3 separate regions of the Pan troglodytes genome follow, and regions 1 and 2 are each linked to region 3. A link is a contact called in public Hi-C and HiChIP or PLAC-seq data. All regions are on one chromosome and are shown on one strand. Each heading gives the region's core, a stretch centred on a gene start, on an enhancer-like site or on the middle of the called end of the contact. The rest is flanking DNA. Distances are from core to core; before and after follow the strand shown. Region 1 holds the start of YWHAH (tyrosine 3-monooxygenase/tryptophan 5-monooxygenase activation protein eta). Region 2 holds the start of SLC5A1 (solute carrier family 5 member 1). Region 3 holds the start of DEPDC5 (DEP domain containing 5, GATOR1 subcomplex subunit).

The links. A called contact is a pair of places that touch in the nucleus more often than the background predicts. HiChIP or PLAC-seq counts read pairs in DNA pulled down with a chosen protein or histone mark.
Region 1: a contact with region 3 is called in a Hi-C map of stem cell-derived neural progenitor cells, with 2.2 times the contacts expected there. The contact joins the promoter of YWHAH here to the promoter of DEPDC5 in region 3. A contact is called at or near these places in 1 of 7 Hi-C or Micro-C datasets (stem cell-derived neural progenitor cells) and 1 of 1 datasets of contacts at active chromatin or transcription factors (stem cell-derived excitatory neurons).
Region 2: a contact with region 3 is called in an H3K4me3 HiChIP or PLAC-seq map of stem cell-derived excitatory neurons, with 3 times the contacts expected there. The contact joins the promoter of SLC5A1 here to the promoter of DEPDC5 in region 3. A contact is called at or near these places in 1 of 7 Hi-C or Micro-C datasets (stem cell-derived neural progenitor cells) and 1 of 1 datasets of contacts at active chromatin or transcription factors (stem cell-derived excitatory neurons).

What each region holds. Positions count from the first base shown.
Region 1 is chr23:34,058,478-34,063,244 of NHGRI_mPanTro3-v2.0_pri, reverse strand. It overlaps YWHAH (tyrosine 3-monooxygenase/tryptophan 5-monooxygenase activation protein eta), which reads right to left and starts at 1,337. Exons shown (of 2, transcript XM_001151423.7): 1 at 912-1,337. The coding sequence starts at 998.
Region 2 is chr23:34,085,577-34,089,831 of NHGRI_mPanTro3-v2.0_pri, reverse strand. It overlaps SLC5A1 (solute carrier family 5 member 1), which reads right to left and starts at 2,363. Exons shown (of 17, transcript XM_063808216.1): 1 at 2,085-2,363.
Region 3 is chr23:33,867,611-33,872,277 of NHGRI_mPanTro3-v2.0_pri, reverse strand. DEPDC5 (DEP domain containing 5, GATOR1 subcomplex subunit) reads right to left here and starts at 3,142. Exons shown (of 41, transcript XM_063808211.1): 1 at 3,043-3,142; 2 at 2,072-2,189. The coding sequence starts at 2,129.

The sequences.
Region 1 (4,767 bases), core at 88-2,587, 190 kb before region 3:
GCAGTTGTAGTTCTACCACTGTGTGACCTTGACGCAGGGAGAGGAAATATTCATTTACAGAAAACGTAAAATAACGTGGAGAGAGAGTGAGATGGTAACCGGAACTCAGAAATGCAGGTGGTGTGTGACCCACGGTATTTTGCTAGGGTGTGGCTGGGCACGACTCATCCACCGGAGAAGCTGCAGAATCGATTTATGAGGGTCTCAGGAATGCAAAGACACACAGATTCGTCTCACCTAGAAGTCACGTTTCATTTTAATCTCCAAGCAGAGAGCGCAGCAGCAAACCTGGGGCTGTGAAGTGGGGCCCCACACCCTCCGCCCACTCTCCCGCCCCCGTCCACGCCTAGACTGCAGGAAAGGGGTCTTCGCACACAAAGCCAGACCCCCAGGCGTGGGAAGATGGAACCAGAACAATTCGAACGAGCAGAGCAAAACAGATCGGAATTACAGACTTCAGGTCGTGGCAGAGAAAACCAGCTGAGACAGGGCGCCACTTACTAGGTGATTCTTTATTCCAAGTTGGGGAACGGAGGAAGACGAGAGGGGGAGCCCCCGGGTCCGGTGAAACGCTCTAGAAGGAGGAATGCGGCTCCTTTGCGTCCCCTAGGGCACCCTCTGCCCCCGGCCGGGCTCCGAACTAAGATGTGGCGACCCCGACCGGCCCGCCCCCCTTCCGGGGCTGCCTTCGCGATCCCGAACTGCACCCTCCCGGATCCCCCACCCCGGGCCCAGCCTCAGGTAGTGGCGGGACGCCCAGCGGGAGCGGGAAGCGCGGGCTAAGGGCGGGCGGGCGGCCACGCCCAGCCGGGTCGCCCATGGCCGGGAGGGGAACGCCGCCCGCGGCCATCCCCGTCCCTCCCCAACGCCAGGCCCCCCCGGCCAGCCGCCCGGGCTCCCGGCGCGCTCACCGCCTTCATGGCGGAGGCCATGTCGTCGTAGCGCTCCGCTTGCTCGGCCAGCCGCGCCCGCTGCAGCAGCTGCTCCCGGTCCCCCATGTCGCTCGCGGCTCGGCCTCGCCTCGCGCCTCACACCGCTGGCTCGCTAGCCCTCCCGCCGGTCAGTCCGCTCCCCGGTCGCTGCGGAGGCCGCCGCCGCGCACGCGCACTGGCTCGCCGGCCGGCCGGAGGCTGCAGGCTGCAGGCAGCGCCGCCGCTCGCGCCCTCTCGCTGGCTCGCCCCGCGCGCTGTGGCTCGCGCCGCGGACAACGCCGAGGGAGGAGAGGCGGCCGCGCTGGGGGATGGGAGGACGGGACGACGCCTGCGCAGTGAGAGTGGCCAGGCCGGGCGGCGGGGAGCGGCGGGAGTGGGAGGGGGGAAGGGCGGGCCGGCCCTAACGGTCTATTTCAAGGTGACGTCACCTACTATAAATAGCCACCGCCGCCGCCGCCGCCGCCGCCGCAGCCGCCCGGCCTGAAAGCCGCGCAGGCGCTCTGCGAGTGCTGCATTTTACCGCCGCAGAGATGGAGGTGGAGAAGGGAAAGCCGGGCAGGAGACTGCGGAGCCGGTGGAGGGGGCGCGGTGATGGCGGCTGCACAGGCAGTGCATTGTCATAGCCCCACCCTGAAACGCGCCACTCCATCCACGTTAGAGATCTGGCTTGAGAAGGGCCCCAAAAGCAAGCAAACATACTGGCGGAGAAGCCGGGAGGCCGCGTGCCCTGAGGGGCGGGTCCGCCCAGCCCCGCCCCAGCCGTCCCGCCCGCCCCGAGCCCTGCCTGTCCATGCGTTCTGCTGGGCCACACCTTGTACTGGTCGGGGCAGGATCGAGTCCGACCCTCGGGGACAGCCCCGCTACACAGACACACACAATCGAACCCAACCTGAGACGTAGCCTTGGGCAGGCTGTGCCTTCCACCAGAGGAGGGGACTGGGTGGCCAGGGCGGGACAAGTAATATTGAGGACACATTAGGAGCCAGCACAGTGCTAGTCCCGTACAAGCATTCTCCTCTTTAATCCTCACTACCCAGCCCATAGTGGGCACAGCTGGCCTCCCCATATTTAAAACGTGGAACCTGAGGAAAAGCGAGGTTAGTGACTTGCTCAGGGTTACGCAGCCTGTAAGTGGTGGGGCCAGGATCTGAGTCCAAACCCAGGCTGAACTTTCTCTTGTGGCAAAGAGCTGGGGTGGCCCAACTGGCTGGTCACTGAGCCCCTCCCAATCCTGGCTGGTATTGGATACTGAGGGTCCCTTGTGCCAGGCCCTGGGCTGGGCTGCCCGACAAGCTAGGAAAATGATGATTAAAACAAGGCCCCCACTTGATTTCAACATGCCAAGGGCAGTGCAGGAGAGGGGGCCTTGGGCTCGCTGATAATTTTATTGAGCATCTACTGCATGCTCAGCCCACAGGGATAAGCTGGATCTTGAAGGAGAGTCAGGAAAAAGATTAAGGCCTGGGGTACAGCATGGGCAAAGGCTTGGCAGTGACCTGGGAGATGGTGAGAAGAGAGGCCTAAGAATGGGAAGTGAGGTTGGGTAAAACAAGATTACGGAGTGTTTTAAATGCCAGGCCGAAGATTGGAGGCTTCATCCTTAGGTAATTGGGAAGCCATATTTCAGGCCTGGAATCTTGCTCTAGAGAGTAAGACGTGTTCGAAGGGAGAAGGGAGGGAACTGGAGACCAGGCCTTTTCTGGACCTGTTTTCCATCTGGTGAGTTGGACTTAACTGTTTCAAGGACTTTAGAATAGATATCCACATGCTGAAATGTCAGAGCTGGCAGGACCCTTAGAATCGCCCCTGTCTAACCCCTTATCCTGAATAACGGGAAACTGAGGTCTGAGGGAAAGGAGGGGCCGGCCCTAGTTTGCACAGCGAGTGAGCAGAGCTGGGGTCTCCATACCAGCTTTCCTGCCTCCCAGGCCTTCCTCTTCCTGCTATGATGCTGAAACGATCACACTTTTGGGGGCCCATGAAACAGGATTTGAATGTGGGTCTGGGAGGAGGCCACTACCCCAGGCTTCACCATGCTTTGAAGAGTCACCTTTGCTGTTGGAATCGAGGTTAACAAACCAGGCTGATCTTTCCCCTAGTGAATATATTTAAAGAGCATGCTAGATAGTAATGAATCATCCACTCCACCCCCCGTAAGGATGGGGTCCCAGTGAGAGATGGGAGGAGGGCCAGCCCTGGATGGGGGGACCTCCTCAGTTCCTTCTAGCTCTTAGAGGGCTTAGAGCCCTTCCAGCTTTTCTGATGAGGTTGGACTAAGATTGATTTCAAAACAGTGAAAATTAGGTAGAGCTGGAGCATTCTAAATAATTGATTTCTGACATGTGTAAAGGACACTCTGGTTCTCCCATGAAGCTTTTCTTCTCACCAAACTTCCCCGTCTCCTCTTCCTCACCTCCTACCCACCCATCAGCTCAGTGTGCTCTCGCCCTGTCCCTACTCCTCCACCGTGGCCACCAGAGCCCTCCTTGTTGTCAAAGCCAAGGAGGCTTCATAGTGCCCACCTCCCTGGTCCTCTTGGCTGGACTGGGCACGACTGCTCACCCTTCCTTGACCGACTCTCCCAGCTTCCCTTCTGCTGCTCCGGCCGTTGCTCTTCTATTTGCTGTATGGGCTTGTCTTCTAGCCTACCCCAAAATCCTAGGGTTCCTCAGGGCTTTGTCCGAAGCCCTCTTCACACACTGCCCTATCCTTGGTGACCCCATCCTCATGCACTCTAAGGAACCATCTACCATGTTCCTAGCACCAGGCAAGGTGCTTTGCAGAAACGGGCTTTTTTTTTTCCCTCAAGATACCCCTGTAAGGCTGGTCCGATTTCCTTTCCTGTTTTTTTGTTTGTTGGCTTTTGTTTTGTTTTGAGATAGAGTCTCACCCATTCACCCAGGCTGGAGTGCAATAGTGCTCTCTTAGCTCACTGCAACCTCTGCCTCCCAGGTTCAAGCGATCCTCCTGCCTCAGCCTCCCAAGTAGCTGGGGCTACAAGGCGCACATCACCACACCCAGCTAATTTTTTCAGAGAAAATTATTTAAACTCTTGTGCCTCATCTGTTAAATGGATTTTTTAGTCTTTTTTTTTTGTTTTTTTTTTCTCTAAGAGATGGAGTCTCGCTCTGTTGCCCAGACTGGAGTGCAGTGGCACAATCTTGGCTCACTGCAATCTCTGCCTCCCAGGTTCAAGCTATTCTCCTGCCTCAGCCTCCCGAGTAGCTAGGACTGCAGGCATGCACCACCAAGCCCAGCTAATTTTTTTGTGTGTATTTTTAATAGAAAGAGATTTCACCAGGTTGGCCAGGCTGGTCTTGAACTCCTGACCTCAAATGTACCTCCTGCCTCGGCCTCCCAGTGTGCTGGGATTACAGGCATGAGCCACTGCGCCCAGCCAGTTTTTAAAATTTGTTTGTTTAATAGAGCTAAGGTTTTGCCATGTTGCCCAGGCTGGTCTTGAACTCCTGTACTCAAGCTATCCACCCGCCTCGGCCTCCCAAGTGATGGCACTACAGGCGTGAGCCACCGAGCCCGGCCTCCTTCCCATTTTACAGATAAGCAAACTGACACAGAGCTGTCCCATGGTTTAAACAAAGTCACACACCTGGGAATGGGCAAAGCAAGGATTCAAACTCAGATCCGTCAGACAAAGTCTGAGGGCCTCACACTGCCCCGTGGTGTCAGCTGAGAAGAGCTCAAAGTGTGACTCCCCTGTTGGGGTCACTCAGATTATACAAAGCATACATAAGCCTCCCACCACGTGGCCTACACACTCTTCCCGGCACACATCTTCTTTGCCCTTGGGAGAGAGTTGCTAACGCCCAAGAGCCTC
Region 2 (4,255 bases), core at 1,114-3,613, 220 kb before region 3:
CAGTGGATCAGGCCCAGCCCACAGCTGCTCCAGGTCCGGGAAGGATCAGACCCAGCCCACAGCCAATCCGCGTCGGGCGGGGAAGGGCTGAACGTGGAGTAACTCTCAGTACAGCCGCTGAAAGCCAGGGCTCTGGCCCCTCCACTGCCACTCTTCTGCTCCAGGGACAGCTGTGCTGGCCGAGCGCCACCTCAGGAGCGGGTCAGCATCGTTGTCCCCTCTGCCCCCCAAGGGCCTGGGAGATCCTGAGGGGAAAAAACCAAAGCCCTTTGGCAAGTAACTCTGACCAAAAACAGAAAAAAAACGGCCGGGCACAGTGGCTCACACCTGTAATCCCAGCACTTTGAGAGGCCGAGGCGGGCAGACTCTTGAGGCCAGGAGTTCAAGACCAGCCTGGCCAACATAGTGAAACCTCGCCTCTACTAAAAACACAAAAATTAGCCAGGCGTGGTGGTGAGTGCCTGTAATCCCAGCTACTCAGGAGGCTGAGGCAAGAGAATCATTTGGACTCGGAAGGGAGAGGTTGCAGTGAGCAGAGATCGCACCACTGCACTTCAACCTGGGCAACAGAGCAAGACTCAAAAAAAAAAAGAGGCCGGGCACGGTGGCTCACGCCTGTAATCCCAGCACTTTGGAAGGCTGAGGTGAGCGGATCACGAGTTCAGGAGATCGAGACCATGCTGGCTAAGACGGTGAAACCGCGTTTCTACTAAAAATACAAAAAATTAGCCGGGCGTGGTGGCGGGCACCTGTAGTCCCAGCTACTCGGGAGGCTGAGGCAGGAGAATGGCGTGAACCCGGGAGGCGGAGCTTGCAGTGAGCTGCACTCCAGCCTGGGCGACAGAGCGAGACTCCGTCTAAAAAAAAAAAAAAACAAAACAACAACAACAAACAGAAAAAGCAAGGCCTGGGCTCCACATATTTCCTCCCTTCACCATCCTCCATGGACTCTGTTCGCCCTCACAGTGTGCAGGGCTCGGGGACCCAGGTGACAAGGGCCGACCTGCCAGCCGACCACCTGGCAGGAACCGCAATGGTTGGGCGGATACAGTGGCTCTGCCTGTGATCCCGGAGCTTTGGGAGGCCGAGGCGGGAGGATGGCTTGAGCCCAGGATGTCGAAGCTGAGTGAGCCGAGATGACGTCACTGCACTCCAGCCTGGGTGACATAGTGAGGTGACCCCTCTCAAAAAAAGAAAAAGAAAAGGAAAGAAAGTGAGAGAAATAGAAAGAGAAGGAAGGAAAAGAAAGAAAGAAAAGACAAGAAAAAAGAGAGAGAAAGGCAAGGGAAAGAAAGGAAACGCAGGGACTGGCTGAGGGACTGATGGAGGAGGCGTGTGAGCCGGGCTGGGGACGCGACTGACTGATCGGCTGACAGGATGACCAGCTGCACTGGGGTTGCTGAGGGGTGGCAGCGACAGCCAGCCTCTCAGCCTCGGTTTCCGCCTGCCTCCTGCCACAAGCCAACTCACTGCGTGGCCTACCCCGACACTAACCGGCGCCTGAACCAAAACCCACGGAGCCTGGCGGCCGCGGCTCCCCCAGAAAGTCGCCCTAGACCCTGCGCGGCCCCACAGCGCCACCTCGAGGCTGCGCCTGGAAGGGAGGGGCGGGGAAGTGGGCGGAGTCAAGGGCGGGGCTACAGGTGGAGCGTCGGCAGGAGCTCCAGCATCCCCTTTCCCGGGACGCCGCTCCTCTTCTCCACCTCCTTGGCTCTCCCCCGGAGCCTCTTTCTCCTCCCCCGTTCGAGTGGGCAGGTCCCCGCGGGAGCCTGAGTCGCACTGCAGACCTATCCTGTGGCCTGAAAGAAACTCCCAGTTTCCCATTAGACCCCCTGGCAGCCTGGGCATCCCGGCGGTTCCAGGGACCCGCTGGGGCGGATGACGGCCGAACCTTTGGGCGCCAGGCTGGCAGTAGACGTGATAGAGGTGAAAACCCCACCACCCTCTTAATCCCCAGAAATGCTACAGGATTCTGGGGGGCCTGAGCGAGCAGCTGAGGACAAGGGCCGATGATATTTGCTTTATTTGTTACTAGGCTTGCTCCCTCCCCCGCATCCCGCTGCTCTTCACACTTGCAAGCTCACCTGCCTGCCAGGTGGCCGGTCTGGAGCGTGGCGAGCACCTTCGAGCTCCATAGATGGCAGCACAGGCCTAAGAAAAGGAGTTTGGTGCCTCCCTTCCAAACTCAGGCCGGGAGAGATAGAGCCACTTAGGGGAGAAAACTAAGGTCCGGAGTGGCAGAAACATCCTCACATCCCGAAGGGTCTTGAACCCTAACTTCTTGCCCCAGGACAAGAAGACAAGGCAGAGTAAAGAGAGGCTCACAGGGAGAGGCAAGTGACAGTTCAGAACACAGGTGCACCACGCCACGCGACTGTGGGCGTCTCCTCACCTCTCTGAGGCCGTTTCCTGACCTGTAAAATCAGGGACAAGAAGGATACCTGCGTCACGGGATGTTCTGAGATTAACTGAGATGCTGCATGCAAATCACTTAACCACAGGGCATGTGGTAAGTGCTCTAATATACGTAAAGCAACGTTCCACTGCTTTTTGTTTGTTTGTTTTTGAGACACGGTCTCGCTCTGTCACCTAGGCTGGAGTACAGTGGCATGATCATAGCTTACTGCAGCCTCAAACTCCGGGCACAAGTGATTCTCACACATTAGCCTCCTGAGTAGCTAGGACTATAGGTATAGCTATCGAGCCCAGCTAATTTATCTTTTTTTATGTTTTGGAGAGATGGTGTCTTTTTACGTTGCCCAGGCTGGTCTGGAACTCCTGGCCTCAAGCAATCCTCCCGCCTTGGCCTGCCAACGTGCTAGGATTACAGGACTGAGCCACCATGCCCTGCTGAGTGTGATGTCTTTTTTACTGTGTCAACTTGGCTAGACTGAAGGCCCCAATTATTCCAACACGAAACTGGATGTTTTGGTGAAGTTGTTTTGTAGATGCGAATAAAGTCCATTATCAGTTGACTTTATATAAAAGGAAGATATCCTGAATAATTTAGGAGGGCTTGATAGACGCAGTTGAAAGGCCTTAAAATCAGACTTGAGGTTTTCCTGAAGAAGAAATTCTGCCTGTGGATAGCAACTTCAGCCCTTGACAAGAGTTCCAGCCTGCACTTACTGCACTTACCTAGCCAGCCCCACAATCGCGCAAATCACCTCCTTGCAACGAATCTCTTAATCTGTATCCCCTTACTGGTACAGTTTCTCTGATTGAACCCTAATACATTAAGGAAGCAGTATGGCCAGGCGCAGGGGCTCACACCTGTAAACCCAGCACTTTGGGAGGCCGAGGCAGGCGGATCACTTGAGGTCAGGAGTTCGAGACCAGCCTGGCCAACATGGTGAAATTGTCTCTACTAAAAATACAAAAATTAGCCTGGTGTGGTGGTACGCGCCTGTAATCCCAGCTACTCAGGAGGCTGAGGCACAAGAATAGCTTGAACCCGGGAGGCGGAGGTTGCAGTGAGCCGAGATTGCACCACTGCACTCCAGCCTAGGCAACAGAGCGAGACTCCATCTCAAAATAAAAAGGAGTGTGTGTGTGTGTGCACGCATGTGTGTGCGTGTGCGTGTGTGTTGGGGGTCACAGGGCCTAATCTTCGTGTTTATTCACTCTTTTTTTTTTTTTCGAGGCAGTCTCACTCTGTTCCCCAGGGTGAATTGCAGTGACACGATCTTGGCACACTGCAGCCTCGACCTCCCAGGCTCAAGCAATCTTCCCACCTCAGCCTCTTGAGTAGCTGGAACTACCAGGCCTGGCTAATTTTTGTATTTATTGTTTTGCCATGTTACCCAGGCTACTTTCAAACTCCTGAACTCAAGCAGTCCACCTGCCTCAGCCTCCAAAAGTGCTGGGATTACAGGTGTGAGTCACCGTGCCCAGCCTATTCATTTCTTTTTAATCTCCGGGTATTTTGTGACTTTTGAGGTCCAGTACTTGGAGGCACTAGCAAAACCATGGTTATTTATTGGTAGGGCTGGGCTATGAGGTAGCTAGAGGCAGAGGGCCCCTTCCACCAGTCCTGCCCCCTGAGGCCTCAGTTTCGTGGATGTGCCTGCTCATTCCCCTCTTCTCTCTGCCTTGGGTGTAGGCCTGGAAATGAGAGCTACAAAGTATGCTGTCCCTGGGAACCAGCTGGTGAGGAGGAGGCTTCTCCCCCAGCAACCATCTGTCCCACATGTCCCTGTACCCCGCCTCTCCCGCCTCTACCCCACAGGCTCATGTGTCATGCACAAACACCTTT
Region 3 (4,667 bases), core at 1,893-4,392:
CAAACTGAAAACTCTTTAGGGACAAAGAACCTTGTGGCATTCATAATCATTACGTCTGGCACAGGTATACACCTAATATATATCTATTGGTTGTTTCTTTTTTTTTATTATTATTTTCATTTTTTTAAAGACAGGGTCTTGCTCTATTGCCCAGCCTGGAGTGCAGTGGCGTGATCTCGGCTCACTGCAACCTCTGCCTCCTGGGTTCAAGCAATTCTCGTGCCTCAGCCTCCCTAGTAGCTGAGATTACAGGCACGCACCACCACACCTGGCTAATTTTTGTATTTTTAGTAGAGATGGGGTTTCACTATGTTGGCCAGGCTGGTCCTGAACTCCTGACCTCATGTGATCTGCCCACCTTGGCCTTCCAAAATGCCAGGATTACAGTCATGAGCTACCATGTCCAGCTGTTAGTTGTATTTTGACCTATAGTCTTGCAGAAGACTGGATACAGCATCTAACTACCTTTGTATTTTATACATAAAAACATGTATTTGTATACGTTGTATATACTGTATCCTTGTATTCTTCTCTCTGCCAAAAGTTATTTGCTTTATTCCACTCCACAAATATTTAGGCAACATCAACAGCATCAAAGTAATAACAATAGACTGTGCATTTTAGTAGAAATTGTAGTTTAAATATAGCAATGCCTGTAGCCTGGTAATTACAATGGCTACATTTATTGAGCACAGAGTCTAACACTCTGCTAAACGCATTACATGTATCACTTTACTGAAGCCTCACAATGCTCTATGATAGAGAAACTATTGTTTTCCCTTTTTGGCAGTCCTTCCCCTCTGGAGGCTTATATCTACATAATGTAGAAGTAAATACACCCTAAAATACAATGTTAAAAAGACTCATGCTAGCGCGGTGGCTCACGCCTGTAATCCTAGCACTTTGGGAGGCTAAGGTGGGCGGATTGCCTGAGCTCAGGAGTTCGAGACCAGCCTGGGAAACATGGTGAAACCCTGTCTCTACTAAAATACAAAACAAAAAAATATATAGCCAGGTGTGGCGGCATGCACTTGTAGTCCCAGCTACTCGGGAGGCTGAGGCAGAAGAATTGCTTGAACCTGGGAGGTGGAGGTTGCAGTGAGCTGAGATCACGCCACTGCACTCCAGCCTGGCGACAGAGCGAGACTCTGTCTCAAAAAAAAATGCCAATAAATAATAAAATAAAATAAAAAGAGTCATTATATTGTTAACTCCAATTTCTGAAGTAAATAATGCTGTTAAGACAGAATGGAAAATTATTCCCTTACGAAAGAAAAAAAAATTATACTAAGTGCCCTTTTATTCTTCAGATTCATGGATTCAAGGTGCTAAGGAGAGCTGGGTACAGTGGCTCACGCCTGTAATCCCAACTACTAGGGAGGTTGAGGTTGAGGTGGAAGGATCTTTTGAGCTCTAGAGTTCCAGACCAGGCTGGGCAACATGGGGGACCGTGTCCCAAAAAAAAAAAAAAAAGAAAAAGAAAGAAAGGAAAAAAAATAGATGTTAAGAGAAACTATTCTAAAGCCCTTCAACTTTCAGATAAGGTACACTAGGAGCTTGCCCAAGGTCACCAGGAAAATTAGAAGCAGAGTAGATACTCAGACTATAGTTCACTGCAGAATAACATGCTGTATCCTGCTCCTTCTTCCCATGCCTACAAGCCAGGCAAAGGTTCATGCTTTGATCATACCTGCTCTATGCACATCTATGCTGCTTCTCTCTCACTCAGTGTAAAAACTGATAAACGATTTTAGTTTCTCTTATCTGCCAAACCAGTGCAGGCTGGAATTTTATGGAACATACACGGAAGATTTGTAATTAACAATGCAATTCAACAAATGAAGGGTAGTAAACCGGCAGCATTCACAATGTTCCTTAAAAGTCTTCATGCAAATGCATTAGAAGGGTCCTGCCATCCTCCTATTGTTACTGTATGACAGTTGCTGCTTTAGTCTGTTTAGTCGCCTGTTTAGCCTCAATTGTCACACGAGTCAGTGTGTAATTTCTAGGTATTGCACACACCAGAACCTCAGCCAACTTACAAAACCTCTAAAGACCAATCGATACTGACCACTGCCCCCAAAGCCCTTCTTGTGGATGACGAGTTTGTAGACCTTTGTTGTTCTCATCTTGCACTGTTTTTCCCTTTAGCTGTTCCAAGCTTGGGGCAGAGAAGTCATCTTGCCTCCCTGCCACAGAAACACAAACGAAAAGGTTGGAATGTCAGATTTTTCCTTGCAACCACTCTTTGATTTTAGGCCAGTGAAGATACTGGTGTTCCTCTGCTGTGAAGTGGTGCCAAGTGACTCTCGGAAGAAGTCACTCCTCCAGTTACAAGGAGCGATGGAGAACAAATAGAACCACAGAATCCAGGAACTAAGGGGAATTCGGGCCAGGGGCTAGTCAAACCTAGGAGAAGATATTCTATCACACCCCCATAGGGGAAGCATTGCGCTGAATGGGTGCTCATCACCTTGTCTCCATCTACACCAATAACACCCAAATAGTAAAGAGATCTTAAAAGAGGTTAGCCCACTCATTTTGTAGATGATGAAAGTGTGACTCCGGGCAAGGGACTTGCTCAAGGTCACTCGAGACTTAAGAGACACTCCCACCATTCTCGTTTTGCTGCCAATGTCCTGAGCAAGGCAACCACAAAGAGGAGGAAAGCAGAAGTTCCTTCCCCAAACCTCGGTCTGTGCGAACTCTCAGCAGACCTTCCCTGACTCCATTTCACAGCTGAGGCCGTTGAGGCTCAGAGAGGGAGAGAGACTTGTCCAAGGTCACACAGCGGAATGGGGATGGAGCCTGGGCCAAGGTCCCCTATCTCAAGCCCCCCCAATCCCCAGTCCGGGGCGGGCAGCTCCACTCACCGAAGCTCTAGAGCCCCTTCCCGCCTCTGGCCGGGGCACTGAGGGCTGGACCCTCTCCAGGTTCCCTGCGCCTCCTCCAGATACCCCGCCTACGCCCGCGCGGCCCGCGCTGCTTCCGCCCCTAAGCCTGAAGCGCCTGCAAGGCCCGCCCCGACCGTGTAGCGCTCACCTGAGAACCCGCGCCGCTCCGGTGGCTCCGCCCCGGGGCCCCGCCTCCTTCCCGCCCTCGCGCCCCCGCGCCGCTCTCGCCGGGCCTCCGTCTCGTCTCGGTGGCCGCACCACTTCCTCATCCGGGGCTCGAGCCGGGGGCGGGGCGTCGTGTGCGGCCTCTTCCTTGGGCCACCTCCTGGCGTTTCCTGCCCTCGAGCACTAGAGCCTCCCGCCCCACGGAGGAAATCCATTTCCTCCCAGTCTATCCGAAGTAGATCCATGGCCACAGAGCTTCGTTTCCGACTCAGTGATCTCCCCACAGGGGAAACGAGATCCGTCAGAGCTCCGTTTTCTGTTATATGAACGAGGTTAATGACTCATGTGGCCTCATTGGGCAGCTAAGAGGCGCCAACGAGAGTTTCTGGGGGGACTTCTGTAAAATGCAAGGAGCTGAGCACGCGAGAGTTAGTGTGATGGCCTCTGCTGGGAAGTGTCCACTTACGGGGGGCTTTTCAAACCCTTGCAAACTCTAAACGACGTTCTGCGCCCCTCAGGTTATTAATAAGAATGGCTGCCATGGCTTCATAGTCCTTATGTAATCATTGCATCCCTATTACCTGATGGATGCAGGAGGCAGCTACTATCCTATTTCACAAACCAGGAAACAGCCTGAGGACACAAAACCCTTCAGAAGGAAGCAAGGACGAATCCTGACCCGTTCCCAGAACGGAGCCTTTAACCAACATCCTTTGGTCATACCCAGGGCACTGCCTAAACTCGCATCTGTCAGGATATCTTTCTCTCCAAGCAGAAAACCAGAGAGCTGGGTGGGCTGGGTCAGGCTCTGGCCAAGGACTCCTGGCAATTGCCAGCTCCGCCTGCTGCCACTGATACCCCCGCCCCCTAGTCCAGTCCACCGTTTCTGACCTGAGCCGCAGCAACTCGATAGGGCCTCCCTGCTTCCCCTCTTGAAGCCAGAGAGACCTTATAACTAGAATCGGTGTCTTGGGTCACGCCTCTCCTCTGCTGCTTCTAATCACACTGACTGCTAAATCTAAACGACACAGCACTTGTCTTAAATTTCTTTATATCTTTAATACTAACAGTGCCCATTTCTTACGGATTTGGAAAACTTAAAAATGTTGAAAGAAAAAACATGTTATACTGTAGTGAAAGATTCTGCAGTGGACCAAGGGGACCCTGGGACAGGACAAGCAACGTTCTTAAGCATGGATGCCTTTATGTTGGGACTCAGGAGAAGTTAGGTAAATAATGCAAGTATTAAGTAATTGCAATTTTCTTGTTTGTTTGTTTTTTTGTTTTTGTTTTGAGATGAGGTCACCCTCACCCAGGCTGGAGTGCAGTGGCATGATCCCGTCTCACTGCCATCTCTGCCTTCCTGGCTCATGCGATCCTCCCACCTCAGCCTCCTAGTAGCTGGGATTACAGGTGCGTGCTCAGCTAATTTTTGTATTTTTTGTAGAGACGGGGTTTTGCCATGTGGCCCAGGCTGGTCTCAAACTCCAGAGCTCAAGTAATCCGTCCGCCTTGGCCTCCCAAAGTTCTGGGATTACAGGCACCAGTCACTGTAGCCGGGCCTTTTTTTTCCCCCCAAGACAGGGTCTAGCTCTGTTGCCAAGGCTG